Regions from separate parts of the Hordeum vulgare genome. Here region 2 is linked to region 1. A link is a contact called in public Hi-C data. All regions are on one chromosome and are shown on one strand. Each heading gives the region's core, a stretch centred on a gene start, on an enhancer-like site or on the middle of the called end of the contact. The rest is flanking DNA. Distances are from core to core; before and after follow the strand shown. Region 1 holds the start of LOC123434916 (mitochondrial inner membrane protein OXA1-like). Region 2 holds the start of LOC123434965.

What was found. Hi-C and Micro-C count contacts between places; a contact is called where the count stands out from the background.
Region 2: a Hi-C map of leaf shows a contact between it and region 1, with 5 times the contacts expected there. The contact joins the promoter of LOC123434965 here to the promoter of LOC123434916 in region 1. A contact is called at or near these places in 4 of 6 Hi-C or Micro-C datasets (leaf and seedling) and 1 of 1 datasets of contacts at active chromatin or transcription factors (embryo).

What each region holds. Positions count from the first base shown.
Region 1 is chr1H:340,741,840-340,748,311 of MorexV3_pseudomolecules_assembly, forward strand. It overlaps LOC123434916 (mitochondrial inner membrane protein OXA1-like), which reads left to right and starts at 2,956. Exons shown (of 9, transcript XM_045115542.1): 1 at 2,956-3,502; 2 at 3,587-3,677. The coding sequence starts at 3,051.
Region 2 is chr1H:341,207,893-341,214,364 of MorexV3_pseudomolecules_assembly, forward strand. It overlaps LOC123434965, which reads left to right and starts at 3,792. Exons shown (of 3, transcript XM_045115545.1): 1 at 3,792-4,034; 2 at 4,186-4,931; 3 at 5,034-5,555. The coding sequence starts at 4,007. The coding sequence ends at 5,375. LOC123434933 (probable E3 ubiquitin-protein ligase XBOS33) reads right to left here. Exons shown (of 10, transcript XM_045115543.1): 10 at 5,591-6,472. The coding sequence ends at 5,985.

The DNA.
Region 1 (6,472 bases), core at 1,706-4,205:
GCGTTTCTTAACGCTTCTGTTGTGCGATCTACAAGGGTACGTAGATCGGAAATCCCCTCTCATAGATGGACATCACCATGATAGGTATTCGTGCGTGTAGGAATTTTTTTGTTTCCCATGCGACGTTCCCCAACAGGATGCTTGTCCAAGTAAGGGCAGTACCCAAGTGTCGGTCCACCCACATACCAAACTATCAAAGTAACAAACGCGAATCATATGAACATGATGAAACTAGCATGACAGAAATTCCCGTATGTCCTCGGGAGCGTTTTTCCTCCTATAAGACTTTGTCCAGGTTTGTCCCTTGCTACAAAAGGGATTGGGCCACTTTGCTGCACCGTTGCTACTTTTGTTACTTGTTGCTTGCTACGAATCACCTCACCACACAATCACTTATTACCGACAATTTCAGTGTGTGCAGATTTTACCTTGCTGAAAACCACTTGTCAGATCTTTCTGCTCCTCGTTGGGTTCGACACTCTTACTTATCGAAAGGACTACAGTTGATCCCCTATACTTGTGGGTCATCAAGTCACCTCCGGTTGAGGTGGTCCCGTTTATTGTATTCGGTACATTGGTTCTTACATATGAATAAATAAAGTACCGTTTGTAAAAAAATGTGACTCTCGTGCAGTGATGGACCTAGCCCATTGGGCCATGATGGGCCAAGAGTACAACTATACATATAAAATTGTATTTTTTGCCTTTCAGCTATAGTACTATAAAGGCTATTTATCAATATCAGGGTGAGCGATGGCCCACACTGTCCACACCCTACCTCCCCCATTGTTGTCATGCTTGCGATTATAGCCGCGCTCGGTTGAAGTGGGCCGTTTGGTGTTACACACATGTGGATGAATGTCTTGTAGTTGCGCATAGCCGACGGACGTGCTATAATTAGACATTGATAAACATGTTGTAATTGTGTGTGGAGTGAAAAAATATAACTTAACTAAATAAAAAGGAAAAATCTCCATGAATTTTCATGTAAAATCGACAAAAGGGGCATAGTGAGATTTATTAAACACTCTTCTAGATAAAAATTAATAAATACTTATTTTATAATGCTAATTTTTGAATACTGATCATATTATGTGTGTTTTCTTGTAGATGGAATGGTATTATTTCATCATTATCAAAATCACCAGAGTAAGTTTTGGTGGATTTCTTCCACCGGACCTAAGAGGTGGTAGGTTATGCACTTTTTTATGAGATTCAATGTTTAAATAAAAATATCTTTTGAATGAGCGATCAAATTACAAACTATTTTCAATGTCGTGCCCTTACATGAGTTTATCTTCATCAAGCAGTCAGTTTGATAAGGTACCAACAAAATTTAGAAACATGAACTCATCTTGGCAAATAGATCCCGCGTTGATGTAGTTTGACAACGTTCTAACATAACTTATCTTTGTCAATTTTGCATAATCTCAGGTGATTAGATCCTTAGGAATATCTTTTTGAGGTAAGGAATTTTTGGGCTTGCCTATGACCTTTTTTGCTATTTTTGTATGTGCATGACAGAGCCTTATTTCTTACGAGTGGAATTTTAACTTAGGTGTGGCTACCTAGAACTATACATTTCTTAACCTGATTAATTTTGCCTACTCCCTTCGGTTCATATTATTTGTCTTGGATTTGTCTAGATACCTTTTTTTAAAATGGGTCCTCTAACATGAAGGAAAAAAGTCAGCTAAGCCACACTTCATCTGGTTCCAGGAGTAGAGTAGGTGGCTAATACCAGAGAGGAATAGGCAGCATACTGACGTATTCATCATGTGCTGGCTTAGGTATGGCGAGATCTCTTGACCTTCATTGTCTTATTGACACCATGTTTTGTAAGGAAAATTTCATCAACACTGATGATATTGTACGTTCTTCTCAGTTTCATTGAAAAGGAACCGGGAGTAACAACATTTGGTTTTTGAAAACACCGATGACTTTACAGTGCTTCTATGAAGAAAAATAATTGGATATCAAGTCTAGATCTGTCATTTTGTGTCATTTTTATGTTTTTGTCAAGAAAACACTGATGGCGTCTGCCATGACTTGAATTTTAAATAGTGACGGATTATGTGTAAATCTCCCATTTAGGACAGTAAAACTGCACCTAAAGCGAGCTCTCTCACGCTCCCAACATTAACGACCGTCAGATTTTGTTTTTAATCATTTCTGGCCGTCAGATAATCGTTTCAGCACTTGATTACCGCGACTTGGGCCGCATGTCCTAAGGGGCTGCTACTCTCGCGATTTTTTGAAGGCCTGTGGTTAATTGGGCTTTGGATGGGCTGGTATGATAGCCCATCTGTGTACGCGCTGTAGGGCTCGATTGATCCAGACGAGGCAACGACGCGAGCGGTGTATTCCAGACGAGGCAACGACGCGGGTGGTGTGATCTAGACGCCAAATTTTCCAAAAAATAAAACAAAAAAATTGCATCAAAATAAAGATCGCAAACCACAAGAAAATAATTAATGTAATACAAATATATCTTAAGCGATTACGATCCTACATAAATATACATAATTAAACCCTCACTAAAAACGTTCAACATACACATCAATACACAAAAACTGCTGCTGCAAAAGTATTAATACCTATACAGGCCCCTATCAGCCTAATTTAAATATTACACACAAATAAGAAAATTACTATTATGTGGCCCATAACACCACAAATTTTTTTAAAAATAAAACAAATAAAATGCAACAAAATAAACATCGCAAACCATAAAATAATAATTACTGTTATACAAATATATCAATAATAATTTCATCCTAAATTCATAATAGACGGGCGCGGCAACGCGCGCCTTTCATGATCTAGTTTTTTTTTATAATCCATTTTGATTTATTGGCGCAATCTAGTAACAGTTGATGGGCCAGGCCCGCACATCTGACCCACGACGTTGTACCGAAAAGCCCACAACAAACACCTGGAGACGAAAGCCCACGCTGGACTCCTTGGTCATCCCATTCCCCTTGCTCCCGCCGTCGTCTCGGCTCCGCCGCCCTCCTCTCCGAGCGCCGCCTCCCACCCCACCAAACCCCATGGCGTTCGCTGCGCGGAGGAGCCTCGCTTCCCGCTTCTCCCGCCACCTTAACCGCGGCTTCCAATCACCAGTCCCGCACCTGACCTCCTTCCGCTCCAACGACGACGATCCCCCGAGCCCCTCCTCGCAGCCACTGCCACTCCCGTCATTCCGCTCCCCGGCCCCGCCCGCTTCCAGAGCGGCCCAAACCCTAAACCACCTCCTCCCCTTCTCTCTCCACCACTCGGGGCTACCCCGCCGCGGCTTCTCCTCCTCCGCCCCCGCCCCGGACCCACCCGGGGACGTTGATGTTGCTGCGAGCGTGCTTGTCGACGCCGCGGATGCGGTGGCTGCGTCGGTGCCGGCGCCGTTCCCGGGGGAGGTGGCAGCCGCCGCCACCGACTCCTTCTTCCCCGTCGCCGCGCTGCAGCACGTCATTGATACCATACATACCTTCACCGGGCTCAACTGGTAAGCTTAGCGATCTGTTTCCTTGTGTCGTGTGCTCGGTTTGCTCATATTCGCCTCTCATGTGGGATTTGGACTGGTGGTCAGGTGGGCTTGTATCGCGTTAACGACGGTGCTGATCCGGACCGCGACGATACCATTGCTGGTTAGCCAGCTGAAGTCCTCCCAGAAGCTAAATGTAAAGTGCCCTCGGTCTGATTCCGCGTGCATTTTCTAGCCCTTTTATTTGCTTCATGTGCTAGTGTACGTGTGGGTCAAAACCCTTGCAGATCTAAGTGTAAGGCTGCTTGCAGTTGGTGAACTGTGCTTTGCTTTGCTTATTTATAATCTGCTGCAGGAAAATAGCGAACTAGAGATAAGTTGGTTAAACAAACACCAAAATAGACAAAAGCTGGTTGGATAAGCTGGGTTATATCATAGTCCACCCCAATGTCCTAACTAGTGTCATTGGGGGAACATGTAATCACTGTCTTCCCTACATGACCAGACTACCAGATAAACACATGAGCAGTTGAGTTGTTGTAGCAGAGCGGTGAGGTGGTTAACTACCTCTCATGTAAATATTTGTGTTTTTCTGTTGTGCGAATTACTTGTTATTCATGCACATATAGTTCCCCAGTTCAGTTCCAAATCCTGCTTTACTATGAGATTTTTGGGTGTTACCAAGTACATAATCATGGTACTCAGTCTTGAAACCTTATCTTTACCACATGAAATCATATAGTGATGCAATTTGATGCAGTGCTGGTCCCTTCTGTCCAAAACACCTTCCCCTTGCACCGCGCTAATCTGTTTTTTTTTTTTTACTTTTTCTGTTTGTTTGTAATTTTGACTCTTTGTAGTATTTAAAATAGGCGCGTGCTAGGTGCCGGTCGGCCGGCCAAAATTTGGGCCGGTCGTCGTGCATCTGTTGTATGGAAACGTGTGCGGCTGTCCGATTTTGCCATCCACCTCTGCGCTTGCTGTAGACGCCAGACACTCCTTGCAGCAACGCTCGCGCACTGCCGGCAGCTCGTAGCAGCGTTTCCCCATTGACATGCTCTCTTGTGCCCCCCCTTCGGTTGCAGCTTTCCCATCGACGACCCACAACACCTTGCTCCACCATAGGCGGGTGTAGTGCTGCCTTTCAACAGTTGCAGTTGCTGTCAAGATGGTCGCAACTCCCACCGTGAGCGGTTGTAGCACGGTTAGTCGTTGGTTCCAGAAAAAATGACTGTGTCGTTCCAGCACCCCAAATCGCCAGTTCCAACATACTGAATAGCCGGTTCCAGCAACCAGAGATGCCGGTTGCAGCAAACGTCGTGGCGCATGGTCGTCGTCGTCGTAGCTTGCGGGCACCAAGGATGCAGCTTCTCACCATAGGCGGTTGCCAGTTCCAGCATCAGGAGTCTCCGATTGCAACATCCTCCACCACCGGCCCAATCACATCTACACCGGGCGCCGATCACATTTCCCCGCGCGTCGGTTGCAGCTTTCCCAACGACGGTTGGAGCTTCTGGCTCACCTGGTTGCAACTTCTAGGGGGTCGATGGTCACGGCAGCCCAGTGCGCCGTTTGTAGCTTCCTCATGCGCTGGTTGCAGCTTCCAGGGTCTCCGGTCACGGTGGCTCAGGCGTCGGTCGCAAAAGGAGGAGGGCGGACATGCCTTCGATGGCAGGGAGCAGGTGGGTGCTATTCTGCCTAAGAGAGAGATGGTGCGAGAGGAGGGGGATTGGGGGGAGAAGAGGACACACGTGAGGGGATAGGAAGATCGTCGTCGGTGGGCGGGGCCCATATAGGAGGCATGGCTCTCACGCCTGGGCTTGACCATCAAAGGCATGCGTGCGAGGCGACCAACCAATCTGTCGGCGTGTGCTGTTATGAAAGCAACTTGTATTACTAGGAGGCCAAAGGCACCATATATATGATGTACATGAGGATGCCAAAAGGCAAGGATACAAAAGGCCTAAGACCATCATCAATATAACTCTAACACCCCGCCTCAAACTCATGGTGGATCCACAACACTGAGTTTGGACAGGTGAAATCTATGTTGGGCTCTAGTTTGCGCCTTCGTGAAGAAATCCGCTAGGTGTAACTTGGAAGGCACATACTGAAGAGTAATAACATGATCCTGCACAACAACGCCCACTTAGAAAGCATCAACACCAATATGCTTGGTAAGCTCATGCTTCACGGGATCCCATGCAATACTGATAGCACCTATACTATCGGACAAGAGGGTGGTAGGTGTAGTAACAGAAACACCAAATCCTCCAGTACCCATGGTAACCAAGTCACCTCTGCTGTTAGAAGAGCCATAGCTCTCAGCTTGGCCTCTGCACTTCAACAAGAAACCGTAGTCTGTTTCTTCGTCTTCCAGGCAATGAGAGAACCACCAAGGAGAACATAGTAAGCAGAAAGTGAACGACCATCCAAAGGATCACTGACCCATGTAGCGTCTGAATAGGCCAGGAGTTGTAACGAGCTGGAACACGGAAAAAAGAGACGATGAGAGATCGTGCCACGAAGATATCGTAGAACACGAAGAAGGTGACTATAGTGAACTGAAGTGAGAGCAGAAACAAACTGACTCAGAATATGGACATGATAGGAGATATTTGGACGAGTGACAACAAGACAGACAAGACTCCCAACAAGATAGACAAGACTCCCAACAAGATGATGATAATGTGCCGGATTAGACAAGAGCTCACCATCAGAAGCACAAAGGTTAACATTGAGCTCCATAGGAGTCTCAGCAGTGCGCTCGTCACTAAGAGCCGCACGACCAAGAAGATCCTGGATATACCTTTCTTGGGAAACAGAAACCCATCGGAGGTGGAGGAAACCTCAATCCCAAGAAAGTAACGAAGAGGACCAAGATCAGACATATGAAACCTCTCACTGAGACGGGCCTTGACAATGGCAATGTACTCAGAATCGTCGCTAGTGATGATCATGTCATCAAAATGTAGAAGAAGAAGAGTGCGA
Region 2 (6,472 bases), core at 2,542-5,041, 470 kb after region 1:
CCCCACCGCGTGTACCGGCGGGCGGCGCGCTTACGGGCGGCGTCGGATCTAACGCAACGAGCCCTCTCGGGGTCGTCGTTCCTACAGCTACCGGAGCTGGCCATCAAGGGCGGTGGATTGGAGCGGCTACGCGGCGGAATGGAGGCGCGCGACGGCGGATTGGAGGCGCCTGTGGTGAGGTGGGGGGCTTTTCGCGGCGGCGGAGGGATAGGGTTTCGACCCGCATCGAGCGGTCGAACACGCAGTTATACCGGTCGAGCGATCGCGTTTACGGGCCATCGCAAAAAATTTACGAGTCGGACCGCATTTGCAGTGTCTGCTCTGGCAGAAAAACCAGACCAAACCTGTATAGTCGTCGGATTTTTTACGGGCCGACCGTTTTGCGATGTTCGCTAGACCGGAAGGTTACGTCCTCATCCTCACACTGGCCATTAGCCTACAGGCTCTCTCAACAATCGACAGGTCACCATTTGGGGTTGGTGAGAAGATTTCAGAAAGGTACTTTGACATGAGATGCCAAAGAGAAGAGAAAGTGAGATTAATTGTGCATTAGTCTGTTTCTCCATTCACACTTCTTCGCCAACTCTAACTACAAATCTAATGGATGACGTTCTCCTCCAAAAAGGAGTGTTGGTAGACAGAATAGATTCTTGGTGGTACCACTCCTCCATAGAAAACAACGGATGCTTTTGTGAAAAAATGGTCATATATGTCACACCCACGTAAATAAAGAAACTTCATTTTTATTCTAATAATGGTGGTTGCCCCGGCCTATGCATCATCATGATGCATGCATCCATTTTATATTAAAAATTTAAAGTGTGAATAAATCATGAAAACAGAAAAGAGGGGGATGATGGTTAAAACACGACCACAACAAGTCAAAAATGAGATTACATGATTCGAACACATAATCTACTACTGACTCGGTGGCCAAATCGAGTGAATAATCCCCGTGCGAACGTCTTCAAACGGCTGCATCCAAAGGCCTTGTTATACTGAGCGTCCACACATTGAAGGAATGTGCATGTATGAATCGACAACATAGCCTTGATGATAAACTGCAACGTTTTTGGTATAAATGATTTGTTAAAGACGCGGTCGTTTCTTCCAAATAGCTCATAGAAGGGCACAAGCTCCAACACAGAGGTTTCCGTTAGTTTTGAATGGATAACGCCCAGCCAATGGTCAAATAAATTTGTTTACTCGTTGTTGAAGACAAATTATGCGCAACATGAATCGTGCGTCAAATCAAGGTTGTGAAAGGGCAAGATAGAAAAAGATGATGTGTTTTCTATCACAGAAGCAACCTTTTTTACTACCCTGCCAGTCTCGTTTTGCTGTATATCGTTAATAAGAATTATCTGCGTGAACCACATGAAAACTTTAATTCTAGTGACAATCTTAATTTTTCGTATGTGTTGTGTGTGAAAAATAGGTCCAGTACTAATGAGGTCCACGTGGCCTTTATAGTGCCAACACTATTACTTCCTCCGTCCCATAATATAAAAATATATTAATATTAACATAATGTTTAGAACGCTTTTATATTATGAAACGGAGGGAGTATTATTCAGCCATCATTTACTGGAAAGGCCAATGTACATGAAAGAATTGTCGGGAGAGTATATCTAGCAATTTGATACTACAAAGACAGTATTTAGCAATTTGGATGATTGTCTTTTTTTAGCAAAATTTGGATAATTGTCGGGAGAGTAGAATTGGGGCAGCGATTTGGCGATTGCGGAGAGAGTATGCTTTCAAATTTTACCATAGACTACTATAGGGCCGGTTGTTGCGTAAGTGACCTTCTCGAGCTCGGTTATGAACAATAATTCCAAATTAATAATAAATAAATAATATGTTTTTTTGGCGAACTTTGACCAGTGTTTTCAATGCTTGCAAAACTTCATCATCGAATGACATTCATGAAAGCCGTGGAAAAAAAATCTGCAGCCCAGAATGCTTTTAAAAATAATGTTTTTGGAGCATCAATTTTGTTTTCCTGCCACGTCTTTCAAAAATGGCATTTCATGATGAAATTTGCGAGCAATCAAAAAAACATTTGCCAATGTTTGGTCTGTTTTTCCTTCATTTTTTTGGATTTATAATTCAGCAGAGCTCATATGAGCTCCAGCTCAAATAATCCGCGTCCCAGTAGTTGCCTTCTTTGGCTTCTTTGTGTTAAACCATCTCTTATAATTAATTAAAAAGGCACTCTTTCGGCATGAGCAGTAAGCTATCTGAAATCATATGATAAATAACTTAATAAAATAAGGCAAATCCTTCGCATTTATTTTGGAATTTTTAATTAAATTTGTAGAAATAATATGGTTGCAAACATACAATTCATTTCAATATTATACAAGTACTATTCTGGGATTGCCTTGCACTTGTAAGCTTGATTTTAGCACATGTTTCTTCGTGTAAATAACATAGGAAGGATAAGCAGCTAGCTGCTAACCAAGTCTAAAGAGAGATCCTAGCAAAGCAACCAGATGGGAGGAGTGGTGCACCTTGACCACCACACAATGTGCATTGACAAATTATTGTGAAACACACCGAACTTCTGAAACAAGTCTTTACCTACCAAGAACACTACCGACCCAGAAGGCCATCGTCATCCCCTCATTGGCCATGCTCGACAGGTCGCCATTGTTGGGGTTGGTGAGAAGATTCCAGAAAGGTGGGTACGTACTTTGACATGAGCTGACAGGGTGAAGAGAAGATTGTGTTGGTTCGTTTTCTCCATTCACACTTCTTCACCAACTCCAACCGCAAATTTGATGGAATATGTTCTCCTGAAAACGGAGGCAGGAGAGACAAGAATAGAGTTTTGGTGGTGGCGCCATTCATCATGGAGAGCAACAGTGCGTGTAAACTTTTTGTAAGACATCATCACCTATGTCACACCTATACAAATAAAAGAGAGCCATATTAAAGATCCGTGTACGACTTTCCAATTGTACATACTCCACCCCTTTCAAAAAACTTGTCTTAGATTGTGTAGATATGAATCTATCTAGTCACGTTTTAGTATTTTGATACAATCATTTTTAGACAAACCTAATACAAGAATTTTGAGACAAAAGGAGTATAAGTCTTTTTAGAGATTTTACTATGAAGTACATACTGATGTATAGAGACATATTTTAGAGTATATAGATTCATTTGTTTTGTTTTGTATGTAGTCTACAATGAAATTTTTAAAAGACTTATATTTAAAAACAGAGGGTGTAGATCATCGCCGGTCTCATGGTCCACTTGCATCCACAGGTTATTCGGTTCAAGACCTCAGTATTTTGACCACCATTAGTACAAAATGAGTATTAGCCCAAACCTAATCTATGGAGGTATGTTACATCACCCACCCACGCACACACACAGACACGAGATTGTTTAGGAGAGTTGTTGGTAATATTGCCTCCTACATTTTGTAGGATGAGTTTTTACGAAAAAACTTTTAATCTATTCATCAATTGTTAAGATAGTGCAAAGAACATCAGAAATAAAAATTATATCCAGTTTGTACACAACCTAGCGACGATTGCATAATAATGAATTCATGTCCTAAAAATTTCTTCAGCACCCGCGCAACCTTCCGGAGTATGGATAAAAGTTCTTATTCTTTATTAAAAATCCTCTATTTGTCCTCCAAATAATATTTTGTGCCCAAAAAAGCTTCAAGGAAAAGGACTCCTACCTGTGAGGTGTGCTTGGGAAGACCCCTTGAGTGAAAATTTGTGGTAGGTGAAGAGGGTTTTGCTAGGGATAATAATGCATACACATATGTACAAGGGCGTTGGTAGGTCGTGCCCTGGCCTCCACTACCTACGTACTGCATTTTCTTTCAGCAAAGTGTCACCACTATTCAGCTAGCACCAGCACTAGCTTGGGCCAATACCCAACATATTAAGCAGTCCTCCTCCTGCTCCAACAACGCCACACATCCTACTCCATTTCGATAAGGACCCCCAAAGCTCCAGCTCCTGCCGCCTCCCCTCCAATGGCGGCTGCCGCTGCTGCTTCCACAGGTAACAATGGCGCAAAGAAAACTGAGGGGAAACGATAAGGCAGCAGTTTTGGTGATCAGAGTCAGACGAATGCATGCATGCATGCACACGTTGCCGTGTACTGCTACGTGTGGTGTGGTATATTAACCAGTTGTGCGTCCATGGTGTGCAGGGAACGGGAGCCCGCCGGTGGGTCTGCTGGTGCTCATGGTGCTGGCATTGGCGGCCGGGTGGTTCGCGAACGCCGTCCGCCCGCCGCCGCCGACGCCGTGCGGGGCACCGGGCGGGCCTCCGGTGACGGCGCCGAGGGCGCGGATGCGCGACGGGCGGTTCCTGGCGTACGCCGAGTCCGGCGTGAGCCGGGACGGCGCGCGGTTCAAGGTCGTCTACTCGCACGGCTTCTCCGGCGGCCGCATGGACTCGCCCCGCGCCTCGCAGGCGCTGCTGGAGGAGCTTGGGGTGTACATGGTGGCGTTCGACCGCGCCGGCTACGGCGAGAGCGACCCCGACCCTCGCCGGTCGCTCCAGAGCGCGGCGCTCGACATCAGGGACCTCGCCGACGCGCTGGACCTCGGTGACAAGTTCCACCTCGTCTGCTCCTCCCTCGGCTGCCACGCCGGCTGGGCCTCCGTCAAGTACATCCCGCACAGGCTGGCCGGGGTGGCGATGATGGCGCCGGTGATCAACTACCGGTGGTCGGGGCTGCCCCGGGGGCTGGCGCGGCAGCTGTACCGGCGGCAGCCGCGGGGCGACCAGTGGTCGCTCCGCGTCGCCTACTACGCGCCGTGGCTGCTGCACTGGTGGATGAGCCAGCCATGGCTGCCCACCTCCACCGTCGTCAGCGGCTCCGGCTCCTTCCCCAACGCCCTCGACGAGAAGAACCGCCTCATGGCCCTCTCCACCGGAATGTTCCAAAAGGTTCGTTCGTCGTCCCTTCCCTCAGCTCCCCCATTGTCGATCTCGATCCAAGACCCGGCGATATAACCCAGACGCGACGATCGTGCGCTTTGCTTTGCGCAGAGGGCACAGGCGGCGACGCAGCAGGGGGTGCAGGAGTCCTTCTACCGCGACATGGCGGTGATGTTCGGGCGGTGGCCGGAGTTCGAGCCGACGGACCTCGTGGAGGCGCCGCCGTTCCCAGTGCACCTCTTCCAGGGCGACGAGGACGGTGTTGTGCCGGTGCAGCTGCAGCGGCACATATGCCACCGGCTAGGCTGGGTCAGCTACCACGAGCTCGCCGGGGTGGGGCACTTCCTGTCGGCGGTGCCGGGGCTCGGAGACAGGATCATCAGCACCCTATTGCCAGGGCCGGCGGGTAATGATAACAGCTCGACCGCGGCTGCCGGCGTCCGTGCGTACTGAAACCAAAGAGGACTGATGACTGATCTTCACTAGGTAGAGGACTGTAGGAAGCAATGCTGAAGGATGTATATAGACGCATTCTAGTGTGTTTGTTCGCTCGTTTCGGCCTGTATGTAGTCCGTATTGAAATATGTAAAACATCTTAGAAATGCATTTCATGTGCGGTCAGCTGAACCACTACTGTACTCGTGTACTGTACAAAGAGACTGAAGAGATTGTGGCATAATCTATATATCATTAGGGAGTGATTTGATGTCATTTTACATAGAATCTTATATCATCAGGATCAGAAGAAGCAAATGCCCATCCAAACCGTGTAATTTACATGCAGCTACAAAGAGCAGTAACTGGCTGGTGACTTCCAGGCTATGATCTAGACTCACTCACAGGCTCGTATGACATTACACAACAGATGTGAGCCAAATGTTACAACAATACAGTGAAAACTACGGCAGCCAAAAGCTGCAGGATCGATCACCAAAACACCAAAATCTTGGCCGTAAAACGGGAGAAAAAGAAACACAGCCGGGGAGGAAAGAATAACCGCCGATCATCTCCCGCATTGAGCTGCTATCAATCCAAATATATTCACAACCAGGTAAGGAGGAATCAAGCGTTGATTTCGGCATTGCACTGCTGTTCCCTCTGACAGCTTCTGCGACTCCAGAACATGCCTGAGCAAGTGGTCCGGTCAACATCCTGCTCTCCCCTCTTATCCAGCTCTGCGCTCGTGCTGTGCGAGGGCCGTGGAGATTGCGCCTCGGAGCCATCCAGCGTTTCTGTTGAGCCGCATGGATCGTCGTCACTGCACCTGCATGTTGGGAGGGCGGACGACGGAAATGGGCTGCAGGTCAGTGGACAGACCAACTCGGAAGAGAGAGCTGCCACACGGTTGCGCCTGATTTCAGCTTTACAGACAGTTGCTGGGGAGTCCACAGAACGGGTATTCAAAATGCATGGATTGCAGAATGTGAGTGCTGAGCTTGATTTGAGCCCTTCTGTCAGTGTGCTCGGTAGCTTGGTGAACGACATGATTCCATTCCGACAGAGAGGGCATGGGATCGACCCAGCTGGGCCTGTAAACTCCACACGAACGT